Linked DNA regions of Mus musculus: region 2 is linked to region 1. A link is a contact called in public Hi-C data. All regions are on one chromosome and are shown on one strand. Each heading gives the region's core, a stretch centred on a gene start, on an enhancer-like site or on the middle of the called end of the contact. The rest is flanking DNA. Distances are from core to core; before and after follow the strand shown.

Region 1 (5,823 bases), core at 1,416-3,915:
AGCCATGTTTGTGCTATTTCATGGATATAGCTTCTGACATTTCTAGGAGATACAGTCTCACAGCAAACTCCCTGATTTTCTGCCTCTATAGTAATCTTTCCAGCCCTTCTGCAGTGTTGCCGGAGGTGAGGGAGCTGTGTTGAAGATATATCAATTTGGACTGAGCTCTATAGTTTTGCATTTTGATCAGTTACATTTTTCTGTAATGATCTGTTGCCTGGTGGAAAATGAAGGTTGTATGTATGTATGTATGTATGTATGTAATGTATGTATGTATTTTGGGGCAGATGAAAGCCATACTTCTGGTGAGACCCTGGAGAATGACCAAAATGGATGTTTTAAGGCTAGTTTGAATTACTCTATAGTGTTAGAAAAACACTTTGTTGTTTCCTTCATTCTTGTCCCTGTACTTTGAAGTGTGCTAAGACAACAAAAAAAGATGACTCATTTAAAATGAATATTTTACTTTATTAAGCTGATTTCTTAGGTTTATCCTGAAATTTTTTTAAAATAAAAGTGTTCTCAGCTGTATCAGTCAATTTATGAAAAATATTAACAGAAGAAAAACAAGCTTATGTATAAGCTATCATATCAGATCAAATTTAACACAGAAAGTTAATCTCGAATAAATTTAAGTTTTGGATTTTGGGAAGTTTCAAGTTTTAAGAAATTTTATGGTGATATCTCAGCAGCAGTAGAATCTATTGAGAGGTTTTTTAATGAACGGACTTATTTTCTTAGGTCTTTGGTAAATTTTAAAGACACGCTTTCTAAATATTTTTATTTTATTTTGACTGTCAAAGATGAAGACTTAGGCAAGTAAGAATTATACAATGAAAAGTCTTGTTAAAAACAAAGGTGGTGTAATTGTAAGCACTGCTGATTTATCATAATTAATACACCTCAAATTAGTACAAAAAGCATTTTGGAAAGTCATGCTTTTTGACAGCTGTGGGTCTTTGATGTAAGACAGGCAGAGAGGAGGGTGGGCTACGGCACAGTGATTTGATGGGTTCAAGTCATGCTTGTGCTGCATGTTTGTTCCCTGAGACGGTTTTGATCATAGAGATTGCTGTTGATCTCTAACTTGGGTAGTCTCAGCTGTTGTTTTTATTTGAAATTTGGAGTTTACAACTGTAAATCTGACAATTAGGCAAATAAAAATAATGGAATGCAGGGTAGTTAGAGGATTGTCTTTTTGTTGATGGTGGCTTTTTGAGACAGATCTTGCCTTATAGTTCAGCATAGCCTTGGACTTACTATGTAGCTCAGGCTAGCCTTGAACTTGGAATTCTCTTGCCTTGATCTCTGGAATTCTAGAATTCCTGTCAGGTACTATTAATTGTAGGCTATTCCTTAAGAGTGTTAATGTCTTTAGTATGCTCTATAATTTTTTACAAAGTATAATCACTATGTAATAATGGGTAGTGGTGGTATCACTTTTTCTTAGAGAGGTTCACCCCTGTAATTGAGCATGGAACACTTGAGGGTTAAATGAGAACTTAGATCAGATTGAAATCTTTGAAACATGCTCTCAGATGATAGCATAACCATGTACTTTAAATATGCACTTTAAATATGTTTAAAAAGATCAAAGGAAGAATAATAATATTGAAACTTCAATTCCACAAATAGTGTTATATCTTTCCAAAATTTATGACATTCTTTTTGTATTATAGTGACAGAGCTGAGTAGTTGTGACAGAGACCATACAGTATATTTTTCATCACTTTATAGTGCTCTTAGCTTGTAACATTTAGTGATACAGTTATAATGTGACTGTATGCTGAGTGTCATGGCTCTTGTTGGTCTTTGTTACTTGTTTTCTTTATTACTAGTTCATGTCCATCAAAACAAGAGAAAATGGACTTTGAGTGATGTGTGTGCACATACAAATCCCTGTGTGCATATATGTGCTGGAGCTAAAACCCAAGTATTGTACATGCCAAGTATATACTCTATGATGGAGCTACACCCTTGGCCCTTGAATGGAATTTGGATTACTTTGTTGAATTAAATAACAAACAAACAAAAAAGATTGCTTTTATTATTGGGATAGAAGTATATATATATATGTTGACATTACCAGAGTAAACATACTGCCACATTCCCAACTTTTGGGGTTGTAATGGGAACTTTTGAAATGAAGTATCTCATCATGATATAATTTCTCCCTAAATGAAAAAAACCAAAGTTACCATCAAAACAAGACTCATTTGCTACCTAAGCAGAATCATTTATTGATGTTGAGTTAATTAAATTGTTGGATCATAGAAGTCAAAAAAGTTATGTCCAGAGACTTGTTTAAAACTCTTAGCTTTTTGGCAAGAATAATTGACTTTAACACTTAAGGACATCTGGGGTAGTTTTGATAGTCAATTAAAAAACAAGGCACATGGTTTACAGAGGTTCTTCTGGCTCTTGAGGAATTGACAGATGTTATTGGTGCTGCTCAATTGTTATTTACTGGAGAACTCACTGACATGTTTAAAGTGGCAGAAAAAGTAACCGTGTAGAATACTTGCAGACAAGTATTTTCAAAGTTGAGGGAGCACCTAAGTACAAATGGAAGTAGAACTCATTAAGCTGTGCTACAGTGGGTAGTGATAAGTATGTGTGGAACACATAAAAGCTGTGCAGATTCTGAAAACTGATAAAAAATGTCAGATGTTCAAAGCCTATGGTTGTCAGTGTGTTATTCATCAGCAAGTCATTTGCAGAGAGTATGTGACTCTTGTGAGTGCCATTCACTCTCACGGAGTTAAGATACCATTGCTTCCACTGATATTTGTTAAGAACAAAAACTGAGTATCCTGACTGGCTTAGTGTTGGTAAAGTATCATGTTTGTTTTTACAGTTGTTTAAAGACCGAGATTGAAAATTTTATGATCAAAGAGGACCAACTATTATCAGTTACTATTACCAAATACTGATTACTTTTGAAAATTAATTTTTCTTCAGATTCACAGTTTCTTTCAAACGAATGTAATATAAAGCTAGAAGATAAAATAATGTGCCCATTCCAAGCATGGTGGCATATTCCTTTAATTCTATCAATGAAAAGGCATAGGCTGGTGGATCTCTGAGAGGCCAGCCTGGTCTACAGAGTAAATTCCAGGACAGATAAAGCTAGAGAAACCCTGTCTCAAAAAACCAAAAATAAAATAAAATAAATAAAAATAGAATGCACATGTAGTGATGGTGTGCCCTAGTGTACACACCTGAGTGCCACTAAGAAGGCACACATATGCATGGGTATGGTTTTTCAGATGGTGTAGCAAACTCAAAGGAAACTCACATGTTTCAGAATTTCCCTAGTTATACAACTGAAGAGCTTCTACTGAGCCTTTAACTGATTCTGTACTGTAGTGACACATTGCAAACCAAACCTTCTAAAGAGCCGCCCAGTAGAATGCTACACTTGTTTTTCAAGTGATGAATGTCTTCAACTAAAATCACATGATGAGTTTGGTGTCAGTAGTTAGCTTATGTCAGTGAAAGTATATCAGAGTCAGGAGCACTGGCTGCTCTTGCAGAGGACCTGGGTTCAGTTCCCAGAGCCTACATGATAACTCACATACATCTGTAACTTCACTTCCTGGAGATAAGAGACAGGCAGGCATGTGGTACACATGCATACACTCAGTGCACCCATAAAGTAAATATAAATACGATCTAAGGATGTAATTAATAATGAAAATGTAAAACTGAGTGAAGCTAAGTGAAGCTCTTGGGCTTCAGAATGGCCACTCTACCTGTAGAAGCGTATTGCTAGTGTGGAGAGGGACTGGATGCGTGTTTGAGTGAACTGATCTAGCTGGGTCACATTTTTATTCATGGGTTCATTACAGCAGCAGTGATTTTTTTTTTTTTATATTAAAAGCTTAAAACACAGAGACTCATTTCATGCGAGTATTTATGAGTGAGTGTATGTGAGATTTTAGGAATAGGAATCCCTAGCAAGTGATAAGTGAGATAATCTGTCCCCCAAAGAGTCCATTCCTTTTATCAGCAGATGTGTACTATAAGACACCTTCCTCAGTGGCCATTATTTGAGTTTTGCCCATGAAGTTTGTGGAAAACGTTTCTATTGTTATATAAATGTGTACAAGATTTTGCCTGCTAGCCCACAGAAATCAAAATACTTAGGATCTCTCTCTTTAAATTAAAAAAACCAAAAATGTTGGCAAATTTTTGACAGCAGAGATTTTCAGATACAGAGAGCTTACAGAGTCTTATGAAAATGCAGGAGTGATCTGAGCTGCAGGAGAGCACCTGAGAGTTTATGCTGATGGAGTGCTTTTAGCTGATAGGTTTAAGTTAGCTAACACATCTCTAGTGCTGTAGGTAGAGTTTTCAGGCACTGCCAGTGTATTTTTAAATCACCTGTTCTGTGCCTGGACCTGTACTGGGGCACTCATTCTCATGTATGTGTGTATGTGTATGTATATATGTGTGTGTGTGTATGTGTATATATGTATATATGTATGTATATATTCTTTAAAAAGTCTTTGAAAGTGTTAGAAATGTTGAAGTGAGGCATTCTTTAGTTTAATGCTTTCCCTTCAGATGCATATATGGGAAAGTTTACATCCTGGAAAATGTATGCATATACATACACAAGATCAGCAGGAAGTAAAATAACTTGTTACTGCTATCTGGTCCCGGACAAAGTAAGACCTGTTGTCTTTATCTTCCTAAAAGCCTGGTGTATTACCAACACCAGTTTGTCAGACCAAAAGAGAAGTATGGAACACTCAGATTGCTTTAGAAACATTTTTTCTTAGTCTTTTGCTTCTCTTTTCATTTGAAATGTCTCACACTAATCTTTAAATTTTTGATGAAGTTCAATTCATTAATTTTTAAAAATTAAAATATTTTATTGTAAAATCTATAATATAAATTTCTCCCTGTTTTCAAGGCCCTGAGGATTGACCCTAAGGCCCCATGTATGCTAGGAGAGTGCTCACTTATATAGTTGACTTATACTCACAATTAATGTGTTCTTCCCACCCCTTAATGCATTAGAACAGAGTTGACAATGCATAGGCCTCTTCTTTTTTCTTATGTTTTTGAGGTGAGCTATGCATAATATTCTCCAGATGTAATTGTTGTCTTGGAGGCTTACTGCTGAGTAAGTTCACTCTTTCTCTTTCTGAGCTCTGGTTGGCTGGTTCAGCTCAGCTGTTCTGGCCCAAACTCTTCTCCATACTGACTGATTCAAACTGGCTTTTCTGTTTCTGACTGAATTACTCTGCTTGGTCTCTTAATTTGATGCAGTCTGTGAATCTTCTGGCTCCTTCTCATTCCCTGGCTGTTCAGCCTGTCTCTGTAAATCTGGTAAAAGTGCCCCTCTGCCCTCACCCCTTTCCTTCTGCTCTCTTAAGCTGCCTCTCTTTCCTGTCTGTCCTCATGAGAGTTGTGTGTATCCTATCTCTGACTCATTCTGTCAAATCTTTCTCTGATCTGTCACTTTCAAACATGCTGCTTCTTTCTACAAACTAACTTTACCTTCATTGTTTGGGAATAAAGGTGTGTACTAAGGGCGTGTCTATATTCCAGCCAGAGGGATTAAAGGTGTGTGCTAAGGATATGTCTGTATTCCAGCTAGATCACACAGACCTAGAAGGTCTTCACATGTGATCCCTTGCCAGAGCAGCCTTGTTGCTGGATTAAAATTCCTCTACATGTGTAAGTAACCCATGCTGTCTAGAGCTCTTTGTGTAGCCTGGGCTAGCCTTGAACTTAGGGTCTTCCTGCCTTAGCCTCCTTAGGGTTAGGTTTGTAAGTATGTGCTACAACACCTGGCTTGTATAGGACTTC
Region 2 (6,018 bases), core at 3,173-5,672, 140 kb before region 1:
TCAATGCCCAGCATGGCATGATAGTCCACACCTGTAATTCCAGTGCTTGGGAGACATAGCAAAAGGACCACGAGTCCAAGGCTTCATACAGAGTTTGAAGCCAGTCTGGGATAATAGATTCCATCTTTAAAAAAAAAAATCAATATATAAAAATGACAAAAGCCAATAATTTTCCCAATGTTTTATTAGGTATTGTCTTCATTTACATTTAAATGCTATCCCGAAAGTCCCCTAATAATCTTTAAACCAATAATTTTTAAGAGTAAAGACCAGACTGATTTACACAAACAACATGGCTATATTACACGTAGGGGTTCAGGTACCCATTTCTCCTCATGCCACAGAATCATTATTTCTGTCCATGCCTAAAACATCAAACAAAATCTTAATCTACACTTGTCAAGTAACAAATGAATAATGATAAGATGCTCAGTCAATCTCTGGATAATATGGAGGAGGAGCTTTTCATGTTATTATAACTGTGTGTGTATGATGGGACTGGGGGCACGCGCATGTCACCCTGTACGTATGGAGGACCGAGGGCAGCTTCCTGGAGTTGGTTCTCTCCTCTAGGTGGATTCCAGGCATGGAACTTGGATCATCGGGCTTGCATAGCAGGCACCTTGCGTGCCAAACCATCTCCCCAGCTCTGGAAGAGGATTTCTATCAATATTGATATCTGAAATATTTCCTGAGAGGGCTGGAGAGATAGCTCAATGATTAAGAGCACTGACCGCTCTCACCTGAATCACCCACACAGTGATTCACACCCATCTGTAACTCCAGTTCCAGGGCATGCGACTGCCTTTTCTGAGCTCTGTGGGCACTGTGGGCACAGTGTACGTGTACACATGCAGGAAAGCACTCATAACACATAAAATAAAACATCTTTACAATTTTTTCTTGGGCAAAGAGTGAATGAATTTAGGTGAGTAGACTATAAATATTATCAGGAGAATTTCATAGGGAGGGAGCTACATTAGCATCACTCCTGGCTAAGGTGAGTGCACCTCCCTGATCCATTCCCAGTGGTGGGGGTGAGGAGCTGGAGCTGATGGGTGGGAAAGGCCTTGCACACAGAACGGGGTGGGGTGGGGGTACATGAGTGTGAACCACGTGACTGTGGGGCTTTGGTGACCGTGGCCCACTTTCTTCCAAACACTTGGGAAAATACATTTATAATCCCACCCTGGTGCTGCTGCCGTTGTATTCTCTTCTCATTGTACATTTAAATTCTAGAAACTGTCCAGTTCATGTGGACATGCATAATAAGTGGCCCCAGATCCAATTCTAAATGGAAGCCAGAGCCAGTGACCAGACTCTAGGAAAGTGTAATTACCTCATGCGCAGAACTGCATTTTCTGGGAGGGCTTTTATCAGTGTGTGGAGCCCCAGATGTACATCTCAGGCATTAAAAGGCAAAGGATTTATGAAGCACATTTTTTCTATTTCCTGATGGGAGGAACCGTTCCTCCTTTTTGCAGAAGACTTAGTGTTCGAGTGCATCCCAGCCCTTAAGGGAAAGGAAGAAAATTACATCAGAAATCTATGCATGCTAAAATAATGTTCCCTCAAAATGGGGGAATGATTGATTCTTTCCATATGTTCTTATCCTATTTCAATTTAAATTAATTTTGTAGGAGTCATTAACCATCCCCTGTAGTTTTTTTTTTTTTTCTAGATTTTCTCCTAATGCTGACTTTGGCACACCTGCAGCCTGTAAGCATCTTTATGGTTAATCTGTCGAACCAAAATTAATTTCAGTGCAAAAGCTAAATGGTCCTCCAGAGCCCTTCCTCATATGCGTGGCTGACTTTCATCAGGGACAGACAACACAGCCCAATGAGGGTGATGGAAACGTTTCAAGGGATCCCTTCCAAAGTCTTGCATTATCTTTTTTTTCTCCTTCTTCTTCTTTATTTCGTCCCAATTTGCAGGTGCAAAAATCCCATTTGTAATTCTTTAATTCCAAGGGTGATGAGTGTCTTGGGGTCTCAGAATTCGGCACAAACAGCCAGCTGGGATGTGATAGTCCACGCATGAGTGGTGGCAGGTGCAAAAGGACAGGCAGCACAAGGTTGGGCCCCCTCTCCTTGTCCCTCTTTGCCTCTTCTGGATGGGTATGTGAGTACCGGAGCTGAGTTAGACATCTCCAAAGCTGCGCTGCTGTACACCAGGAAAAGGACCTAGTACCAACCCATGTTTCCAGGAGTCTTATTTGGCTTCCTTTATTCAAGAAGGGCTGAGTGCACTCTCTGTTTGTTTTGTGCTGTGCCTGTTGGGCACATTGCTCGCTATCGCTCTGCTCTTAATAGACGATCTTTTCACGGAGGTTGAGAACATCTATATTTAGAAAACAATACAAGATGTACAAGATGGAAAATTTAGAGAAAAGCAGGAGCTCACTGAAAAAAAGAGGAGGGGGTGGCAAGGAAATGAGCACAGACCCTGTTCACCACAGGCGCCATCCCTGGCATCCAGGCTCGATTGCTCTTCCTTGGAAAGTGGAGTCATTGTGGATCTGAGAAAATACACCACGGCCAAGGAAAACATGGATACAGTACAGGAATCCAGGCAACGACAGATGGTTGTATCATCCAGGAAAAGCCTGTCCACGTGGCTCCAAAGGTCCCATATATTCTCTTTGTTAGGGCTTGGTCAGTATATGGCGATCCATTAAGGGCAGTGGCTTCTTTCTGGACAAGGAGTGGTTTATTTCTTTGCGGTTTCTGGAAGTTCAGGATTGGGGATTCTTACACTGAAATGTCTCCCAACAGGATCTGGTTTAAGGTCTCTCAGAAAAGGACGCTTTGCAAAGATCAGTGGGCAAAACACTCAGATTGTTGTTGTGTTTTGGTTTGGTTTTTTGAGACAGGGTTTCACTGTGTAGCCATTTATATTCTGGAACTCGCTCTGTAGATCGGGTTATCCTCAAACTCAGAGATTAAAGATGTGTACTACCAGGACACAGGGAGTTGTTGTTGTTGTTTGTTTTGTTTTTTCCTTTTTTTTTTTTTTTTTTGGTTTTTCAAGACAGGGTTTCTCTGTGTAGCCCTGGCTGTCCTGGAACTCACTCTGTAGACCAGGCTGGCCTTGAACTCAGAAAATCCACCTGCCTCTGCCTCCCAAGTGCTGGGATTAAAGGCATGTGCCACCACTGCCCAGCTTATTTTTGTTTTGTTTTGTTTTGTTTTGTTTTGTTTTTCTTAATGGAAAAAAAAAGGAAGGTGGGGAGTTTGGAGGCTGGAGAGGACATTGCTAAGTCTACAGCCTTGGCCTGTGGAACCGTTAAGATTGTCCTCATTGATTATCTTAAACCTTAAGTCTGTTTGATTGTCTCTGGGCTTAGGATATGCCCCATATCCCTTGGTTATTTCCACATGGTCTCTTTAATGCTGTATAAGATACTGTACTCTTTTATGTTTATATATGGATACATTTACTTATTTTATAGTATACCTGGCATAGAAACATACCTGATTGGATTAACAAATATATATTAGTTGCCATAGCTACTTGTTTTTATTAATAGTAGATATGCACAGGCACTATCTTTGATATTAAAAATACAATGAAACTAAGAGTGGTGGTGCATGCCTTCCCTCTGAGGGCCAAGACCAGAAGACCACTAAGCCAAGGTCAGCATGGGCCATACAGTGAGTTTAAAGACATCCTGGGATGGGGAACAAGACCCTATCTCTCTTTCTTCCTATGAATCTATTTGGCAAAAACCACACAGATCCAGTTTACACACAGATGACTTCATTCACAAGTTCAAGGCCACCCTGGGAATATGACTCAGTGGTATAGACTCTGTGCTCGGTATGTGCAAGGTCTTGGGGTTCAGCTCTTAGCTTTATTACACACACACACACACACACACACACACACAGAGAGAGAGAGAGAGAGAGAGAGAGAGAGAGAGAGAGAGATACACAGGTACACACAATTCAAGGCCCATGATCATTTTAGATGCTAGGATCTAAAGAGATACAATTCATAATGAAAGAGTTCCAATAACGTTGCTGCTGCCTGGCTCACCTCACCTCAAGCAGAACCCATCCTGAGCATCAAACTCTGGTTCTGTGAATAAGAAAGTAACCCTGATGTCTAACCCTCCAAGGGACTGAACTCGCCCAGTTGCCAGTGAACTGCTTTGAGCTCTAGGTGAGAAGTCTTGAACTTAACTCTTTCTTCACTGTTTCTCTTTAGTGGTCTGGCTTTCCTGGGGAAAGGAAGTGGGCAGAACCTCAGAGTCTACAGAAAATATCGTGAGGGCCCTGGAACCTTTAGTGTTGAGTCTTGGTTTAGCCGCTGTTCTTAGCTATAGGCAAATTCTCTTTCCTGAGCAACAACCCCACAGGTGTTCTGCTTTCTCTGATACTTTAAAAGGCCATTTTGCAGAGTAGTGGGTGACATCATGGAAACTGTTTGGAGTCAGACAGTTCTGGATCATTGTTCAACAAATATTTATTTAGTGTTGCTATATGCCAAACACTATTCTCGGTGCCAGAGAAATTGTCTTTGAAGCTCACATGAGTGTGTGTGTGTGTGTGTGTGTGTGTGTGTGTGTTCCAGTATAATCTATGGCTTTAGGAAAATCACTTAGCCCATTTGAGTTTGCTTTTATCCATCTACAAGATCGATAAAAATATTGTTATAGTAACATCTCAAGATTTGATGTTAACATAGAACATGACACATCAAACAACAGACCTGTCTGCTCACTGTTTGTTTGTTTGTTTTTGGTTTTTCAAGACAGGGTTTCTCTGTGTAGCCCTGGATGTCCTGGAACTCACTTTGTAGACCAGGTTGGCTTCGAACTCAGAAATCCGCCTGCCTCTGCCTCAAGAGTGCTGGGATTAAAGGCGTGCGCCACCACGCCCAGCTCTGCTCACTGTTTTTAAGATGACTTTGTTCACAATAGCCAAATCAGAAAATCAGCCTAGGTGTCCATTGACAGGTAAAATGGATAGAGAAGGTGAGATAGATATCTATACATGATAAAATACTTATCCATGAAGAAGTACAAAGCTAGATCATGTGCAGGGAATGGAACTGGAAATCACCCTGTTAAATGAAACAAGCCAGATGTGGGATAACAGAACCTACATGTTCTCTCTCTCATCTGGATTAAAAAAAAAAATCAAGACCTGAAAGCAGAAGCAGGAGAAGAAAAGTACCAGCAGGAGCGGGAAGGAGAGGCAATAAGGGTAATGAATGAATGTGAATAAATGCAATAAAAACATCCTAAGTATGTGTAAAATGTCATAACGAAGCCTATTACTTTGTACAATGAACACACAGCAATAATCTTGTTTTATGAAAGATTAGTCATGCCAGGCGAGGCACCTGTAGCCACAACCCCTCAGGATTGGAGGCTGAAGGATTAGGAGTTTAAGGCCAGCCTGGGCTACATGATGCTATATCTCAAGGGGCGGAGCAGAGTCAGGCAGTGGTGGTGCACACCTTTAGACCCATCACTCAGGAGGCAAAGGCGAGCAGATTTCGAGATCAACCTGATCTATAGGGTGAGCTCCAGGACAGTACTTTCAAGATGCAGAGAAACTCTGTCTTGAAAAAACAACTACAAGCAAAGAGAAGAAGGAGAAGAAGGAGAAGGAGATTAGAGACAATAGCCTTTAAAGCAACTGTTTCCATTAAGGGCTCAATTAATGCTAAATAATAAAATAATTAAAATGTAAATACCTATGGAACAAAGCACTCTTTCAGTTGTAGAATTTTACCTAGATATGTGAATTCTTCTTCAACTGTCCTCTAGACTGTGTGGCTTTGAAACCATGGACAGCATAAAGTTACAGGGTTTGGAGACATTTCTTTGTCTTTGACTCCTTATGAGCAACCTCATTTATCAAAGAAATACTTTCTGAGCAGCTACTCTGCATTCAATGCTAGGCTGGCTCTGGATAGGCGGGGGATAAACAAGACCTTGCAGGCTATGCTGAGGATCAGAAAAGCAAGAGGTTGGACTTCGCTGGGCTGCCCACCTGTGGGGTT

What was found. A called contact is a pair of places that touch in the nucleus more often than the background predicts.
Region 2: a Hi-C map of regulatory T cells shows a contact between it and region 1, with 3 times the contacts expected there. The contact joins two enhancer-like sites. A contact is called at or near these places in 7 of 484 Hi-C or Micro-C datasets (CD4 T cells, bone marrow-derived macrophages, double positive thymocytes and 2 more) and 2 of 115 datasets of contacts at active chromatin or transcription factors (extraembryonic endoderm stem cells and trophoblast stem cells).

The regions. Positions count from the first base shown.
Region 1 is chr2:70,787,288-70,793,110 of GRCm38.p6, reverse strand. The region is part of intron 1 of Tlk1 (tousled-like kinase 1); the gene reads left to right. Among named protein-coding and RNA genes, the nearest start is that of Tlk1, 35 kb to the left of the region's middle. Within about 2 kb of position 2,665, at least 6 of the 459 cell types and tissues checked have an H3K27ac peak or open chromatin away from gene starts, as enhancers often do. A contact at or near this core is called in regulatory T cells, where this site is marked.
Region 2 is chr2:70,931,480-70,937,497 of GRCm38.p6, reverse strand. Gm39843 (a long non-coding RNA gene) reads right to left here. Exons shown (of 2, transcript XR_866407.1): 2 at 167-1,513. Among named protein-coding and RNA genes, the nearest start is that of Gm39843, 11 kb to the right of the region's middle. Within about 2 kb of position 4,422, at least 38 of the 459 cell types and tissues checked have an H3K27ac peak or open chromatin away from gene starts, as enhancers often do. A contact at or near this core is called in regulatory T cells, where this site is marked.